Regions from separate parts of the Sus scrofa genome. Here region 1 is linked to region 2. The links are chromatin contacts, called in public Hi-C maps. All regions are on one chromosome and are shown on one strand. The core of a region is the stretch at or near the end of the contact, and the rest is flanking DNA. Distances in the headings are between cores, read along the strand shown. Region 1 holds the start of PSMD4 (proteasome 26S subunit, non-ATPase 4). Region 2 holds the start of RFX5 (DNA-binding protein RFX5).

Region 1 (3,074 bases), core at 47-2,546, 100 kb before region 2:
TCCTAGCATTTAAAAAAAAAAAAAAATTTTTTTTTTTAAGTGATGCCACTCAAGGCATACCGAACTTCCTGCACCAGGGATTTGAATTGCGCTGCAGTTGCAACCTAAGCTACAGGGGGTAATGCAGCATCTTTTAACCCACTGCAGCCAGGGGATGGGGATGGATTCCTCACCTCCATAGCCACCTGCAACTCTGCATGGGATTCGTAACCCATTGCGCCAGAGCGGGAACTCCTTAAATGGAATTTTTGATTAAAATCCAATATGGTTGACTAAGTTATCTCCCATTCTTTGGGAGATTAGTTAAAATTATTGATTTGTAAAAACTTTTCTGCATTCCTACCATGTGTTAGGCTATGTAGTGGGCTCAGGGATAGAAGTGATTAAGACAACTTTCCTGGAGTTCCCGCCGTGGCGCAGTGGTTAACGAATCCGACTAGGAACCATGAGGTTGCGGGTTCGGTCCCTGCCCTTGCTCAGTGGGTTAAGGATCCGGCGTTGCTGTGAGCTGTTGTGTAGGTCGCAGACGCGGCTCGGATCCCGCGTTGCTGTGGCTCTGGCGTAGGCCGGTGGCCACAGCTCCGATTCGACCCCTAGCCTGGGAACCTCCATATGCCGCGGGAGCGGCCCAAAGAAATAGCAAAAAAAGACAAAAAAAAAAAAAAAAATGTATGCAAAAGAAGAATGAAAAGTATAATGAGTTCCCCATGTACCCATCACCTGGCTTCAAAATTGTGCTATAACGGGTCACCTTGCTCTACATCGGAAAATTGACAGAACAATGTAAACCAGCTATAATGGAAAAAAAAAAAAAAAAAAGACAACTTTCCTGCTCTTAATGAAAAGGGAGCGTTAGATACACAAACAAATGCAATTCAGGGGTAAAAGGGTTTAGCAGTTAGACGAACAAAGTGCCATGGGGAACAGGGGGAGCTGAAAAGTCACTAGTCATCCCACCATTATTTTTAAAAGATGATGCTGGAACAGACATAACCATAGCACTTGTCTTTTTTCTTTTTTGCCACGCCGGCTGCATGTGGATTTCCAGGGCCAGGGATGTAACCAGCGCCACAGCAGCCACCCAAGCCGCTGCAGTGACGAGGAAGAATCCTTAACCCCTTCAGCCACAAGGAAACTGCAATCCCTTTTATTTTGGCGGCGCCTACAATTCCCAGAACGCATCGCGGAGGATGGAGGCGGAACCAGTTGGTCGATCAGAGACCTATGATTGGTGATGAACGCTGGGCCAATTGGAGGAGTTGTTGTTAGGTGGTCCAGGAGAACCGGTCGGGGAGGGAGAAAGCTGGCAAGATGGTGTTAGAAAGCACTATGGTTTGGTGAGGAACTACTTCGGGCCCCTGTGGGGCAGCGGGACTGGGTCGGGGGCGCGTGTAGCTCGGAGGCCGGGCAGGCCTGGGGTGGGGACGGGGCCTTATGGGCGAGTTGAGGCCCCGGGCCGGGAAGGAAGGCGGTGCATCGACTCCCTGAGTCATCCCCGGGCCCCGGAGTTAGTTCCCGGAGAACAGGCCCCGGGTGTCCCCCTTTAATCCTCAGCCCGCGTACAGCCATTGACCGGCCGATTCTTGCTGCCTTTCTCTATTCCAGCGTCTTTAGCTAGAGTTCGACTCTCAGACTCATCCTGATGGTCTTCTGCCCTCCTCTTCTAAATGATGGATGTTAGGAAGAGATGATAAATCCCTTCCCCGTCCCCATTTACTCGTGTCTAACTCTATTGCCTTTCTCTGTATCATCTTCAAAGGTACAGCTTACAGGTTGCTTTCTAAATGTCAGGCGTTTAACTTACTTTATTTCACTTAAACCTCACTATACTTAAAGTCCCTCCCTTTTACAGATGAGGATACGGAGTCTCGTCAATTTTAAAATGACTTACACAAAGTCACACAGCTAATTAAGTAGTGGAGCTAAAATTTAAACCCAGAATTATCTGACACAAGGGCTCTTATCCAGTGAGCTAGCTCTCTTCATCAGTCTCATACTTGGCTGAGTAGCTATTAGGAGTCGGATTAGAAGCTGAGAACACAAACTTTTGCAGGGTTTCAGGAGTTTCTTCTAAGTGTGAGCATAGAATAAACACAGACTAGTACGCAAACACAAACAAATAGCCAGTTGGATGGACAGACACCCAAGAGTATCTCTGCCAGGAGGTTAGCATTGCTAGATTGCATATAAGCTGCCCATTTAAATTTGAATTTCAAATAAGCAATATGTTTTGATGTTAAAAATGGATATAAGTATATCTCAAATATTATGTGGAACATACTTATACTAAAAAGTTATTGTTTATCTGAAATTCAAATTTATTTTTATTTTTTTATTTTATTGTCTTTTGTCTTCTTAGGGCCTCCCCTCGGCATATGGAGGTTCCCAGGCTAGGGGTCCAGTAGGAGCTGTAACCCTGGCCTCTGCCAGAGCTGCAGCACTGCAGTATCCAAGCTGCGTCTTCGACCTACGCCACAGCTCATGGCAGTGACAGATCCTTAACCCACTGTGGGTGGCCAGGATGCTACCCAAGTCCTCATGGATGCTAGTCGGGTTCATTAACTGCTGAGCCACAGAGGAAACTCCTGAAATTCAAATTTAACTGGGACTCTGCTGTCGATCATGGCTCAGTGGAAACAAATCTGACTAGCATCCATGAGGATGCAGATTTGATCCCTCTCCTTGCTCAGTGGGTTAAGGATCTAGTGTTGCTGTGGCTGTGGTGTAGACCGGCAGCTCCAGCTCCAGTTCAGCCCCTAGTCTGGGAACCTCCATATGCCATGGGGGCAGCCCTAAAAAAAAAAAAAAAAAAAAAAAAGGACAAAAAAAAACGTAGAAAGAGGACAGGATTTGGAATCAAAAACCTCTGTTTTAGGTCATGACTAGCTACATGTTCTTGAGAATGTATTAAATCTCTCACTTTTTTAAAAAAATGAGAATAATAACATCTATTTTTCTTATGGCTTAGGTAGGTAAAATGTATAATATGGAGCTCTGTAAATTGTATAGCACTGTACGTATATTGGTTTCCATTGCACTTGAGGAATCCTTGAGAAAGAATTTAAGAAAGGTCT
Region 2 (3,244 bases), core at 28-2,527:
AAGAGAAAGCTGGAGGTCATACACAAAAATTTTCCCCATCCCTGGGTCTTTCTGCCAGGGAGAGGAAGAGGGCTGAAAAAACCAGCAGGTGCTCAAGAACTGCTATGATGATGAAGACGCTCCCCTGATGGGATACACTTGCTTGGGGAATGGCAGATTGTCGAGAGAGACAGTAAGTGCTTACAGGGGTGGATACCCAGGTCTGGAATGAGGTTTGGAGATGGTGATGAGTACTTACGAAATGGTACCTCGGAGCCTCTGAAGAAGGGTGGTGGGTTCCCCTGCCTCGGCACTACCTGAGGGGGCCCTTCCCCCTGTCTTTGGGCTTTTAGCATCAGGTTCATCTTCTGCCATCCTGGCATGAGGGCTAGAGGTGAGAGAAGACAGGACATGAAGATTTAACTTCCTTTCCCCTCATGGAGGCCCCAGGACCACTCCTCTCCTCTCTACCCAGAAAGAGAGACAAGCAGAAAAAAAAAAAGCCTCAGAATTGCTCCAGTGGTCTTTTTTTCTTCCCCACCACTTATCTTTTCCAAACGTTATAAATTCTTCCAGTACTTCTCCAGGCCCATCTATACCCCAAGAGATCTTTGCCATCTCCATTCTATCTGCCCCACCTTTCTGCAGTCTGCTAAAAGTGGAAAACCGTAAAGGAAGAGATGGGGGTTTGGGAATCACGTTAGAAATTTTCCTTTCTGCTTCTGACCCCGCTACTGCCATCCTTCCTTCCCCTCAAAAACAACCACCACAAGACAAAGTTCTTTAATTCTCTAATATAGTCCGCATCACTGAATCGGCCTGGGAGGTTAGAAAGGATACGAACATATTCTGCCTTCCAGGCTTGGAAAAAACTGGGCCCAAGTTCTCATTATTTAATCTCGCCACGGCTTCCCCCGCAGCTCCCCCTCCCCACGTCGCAGGCCCCTACGTCACCTCCCTCAACATCCCATCCTGATGCGCGCCCCCACTTCCCTCCCTTCCCCCTCTATTCAATCCCTCGTTGCAGCAAAGTGGGGGGGAGGGGGAGTTCAGGGCTGCGGAACTCCTGGGCTGGGCGTATGAACCCGGTAGGGAGAATGGGGTCCCAGACTCGGGGCACGTGCACATGGGTGAAGAAGCCGTTGAAAATACAGCCAAAATATTTTTCTGCGCTCCTCCCAACTCATATTGCCCCCTCCCTACCTTTCAACAGTCGCCTTCCAACACAAGCAACATTAAAGGTAAGGGAGAAAGAGAAACTACCTCGTAGCCACCTTCACTTCAGCCCAGCCCCACGGTCCTGGCCCAGCGGGCTCGTGCGTTGCTTTATTTTCTTTTTTCTGAATGGCTGGAACAGCCCCGATCTGCCTAGATACTCGTACTGCCCGCTCTATCATTGGTCGTTGCTGCCACCCGGAGACAGTAGGCGCCGGTCTCGTACCGGCGGCAGCTAAAGTCTGCCTGGTAACAGAATCCGATTGGTCAATAGGGGAGGGAAAATCCAAAGTTGGTCTTATTTGAGTCAAGAGGGGGAAGTCCGGGTTAGGTTTCGGTTAAAACTGGGGTCGGTTGGGACTGCCGGTCCCAAGAGGTTCTTCTCTTAAAGGGACCGCAGGACGAAAGACTGGGCGCTCGGCTTCTTTTGGAGCTTTCTTTTCTCGTGCCGTCTTTCAGTTTTGCTTTCGGTGATCGCAGCTACTGGAAGAAAAGACTCAATGGATGATAAAATCACTAGAAAATTATAGGAAGTAGTGATGGAAGTTCGATATGAGCTCACATTACCCACTTCTGATGAAAAACAAGTTGAACCATTGCCCCCACCACCCAACACAACCAAATAGACACAACAAACCTGCAAACACAGGCTCACATTACTCATTGATGGAGGCCTCCAAACCTCAGCAGCTGTACCACATTAAACTAAAGTGCCTTTAGTGTTCATAAGTTTCCCGTGTGTACTTTATTTTCTTCCAAAGAGTTGTTAATGCCTTTGCATCCCCACAGTTCTGCACTCAGTGAACACTGGAATTTTGACTGACTCCCCCAGAGGGTGCTGGATGCCCACAGGAACTGACCTTTTTCTCTTCAGAGAACATTGTTACTGAAAGGTCATGAGTTCTTAACCCTCTTAGTTAAGGCTTTTTAAGGCCAAGAGTCAAATAAATTCAAGGGACTCTCTGGCATGAAAAATGCAGGTACAGACCGAGTGGTGCATCTAAGGTCAGAAGTCACGGGGACTCCAGGTTAGCCACGCTGTGAATGGACAGTATTTTTTTTTTTTTTTTTTTTTTTTTTTTGCACAGCAGCTATGTTACACACAAAGCCATATTTGTGATCCTGACTTATACATTCTCCAGTCTCATCATCACTGTGCTTTTGTAAAGAGGCTGGCAATGTTGCCTGATCTCATTACCATGGCCCATTGGAGCCTCCATTTCCCTACTACCAGCTTCCTGGAGGGAACCCAGGGGATTGATTGCAGAGTTGGGGGAATGATTGCAGAGTTGCGGGAATGAGGATATACTGGAAAGAAGGTTTTCTAGTAACAGCTAAAATGTATTTGGTGGATACTGTGTGCCAGACACCATACCAAATATTAAAGACCTCATTTGGGGAGCTCCCATTGTGGCACAGCAGAAAGGAATCAGAATAGTATCTATGAGGATGTGGGTTTGATCCCTGGCCTCACTCAGTGGGTTAAGGATCTGGCATGGCAGTAAGCTGTGGGGTAGGCTAGTAGCTGTAGCTCCAATTCACCCCCTAGCCATGGGAACTTCCATATGTCTCAGGGGCAGTCCTAAAAAGCAAAAAAATAAAAATTAAAAATATAAAGACCTCATTTTGGAGTTCCCGTCGTGGCTCAGTGGTTAACAAATCTGACTAGGAACCATGAGGTTGCAGGTTCAATCCCTAGCCTTGCTCAGTGGGTTAAGGATCCGGTGTTGCCGTGAGCTGTGGTGTAGGTTGCAGACGCGGCTGGATCCCGCATTGCTATGGCTCTGGCGTAGGCCGGCAGCTACAGCTCCGATTGGACCCCTAGCCTGGGAACCTCCATATGCTGCAGGAGAGGCCCAAGAAAATGGCAAAAAGACAAAAAAAAAAAAAAAAAAAAAGACCTCATTTTGCAGCAAGAACTAGTATTGCCTCCATTTGATAGACAAGGAAACAGATTTGGAGAAGTGAAGGGATTTACTTGTCCAGAGTTACATTATACTAAGTGCTGGAATCAGGATCCAAAGCCAGGCAGTCTGCCTTCAGAGCCCAT

The links. A called contact is a pair of places that touch in the nucleus more often than the background predicts.
Region 1: a Hi-C map of embryonic fibroblasts shows a contact between it and region 2, with 2.5 times the contacts expected there. A contact is called at or near these places in 4 of 47 Hi-C or Micro-C datasets (embryonic fibroblasts, heart right ventricle, liver and 1 more) and 1 of 2 datasets of targeted methods (alveolar macrophages).

What each region holds. Positions count from the first base shown.
Region 1 is chr4:98,002,866-98,005,939 of Sscrofa11.1, reverse strand. PSMD4 (proteasome 26S subunit, non-ATPase 4) reads left to right here and starts at 1,296. Exons shown (of 10, transcript NM_001044535.1): 1 at 1,296-1,337. The coding sequence starts at 1,312.
Region 2 is chr4:97,900,503-97,903,746 of Sscrofa11.1, reverse strand. RFX5 (DNA-binding protein RFX5) reads right to left here and starts at 1,277. Exons shown (of 10, transcript XM_005663455.2): 1 at 1,183-1,277; 2 at 239-367. The coding sequence starts at 354.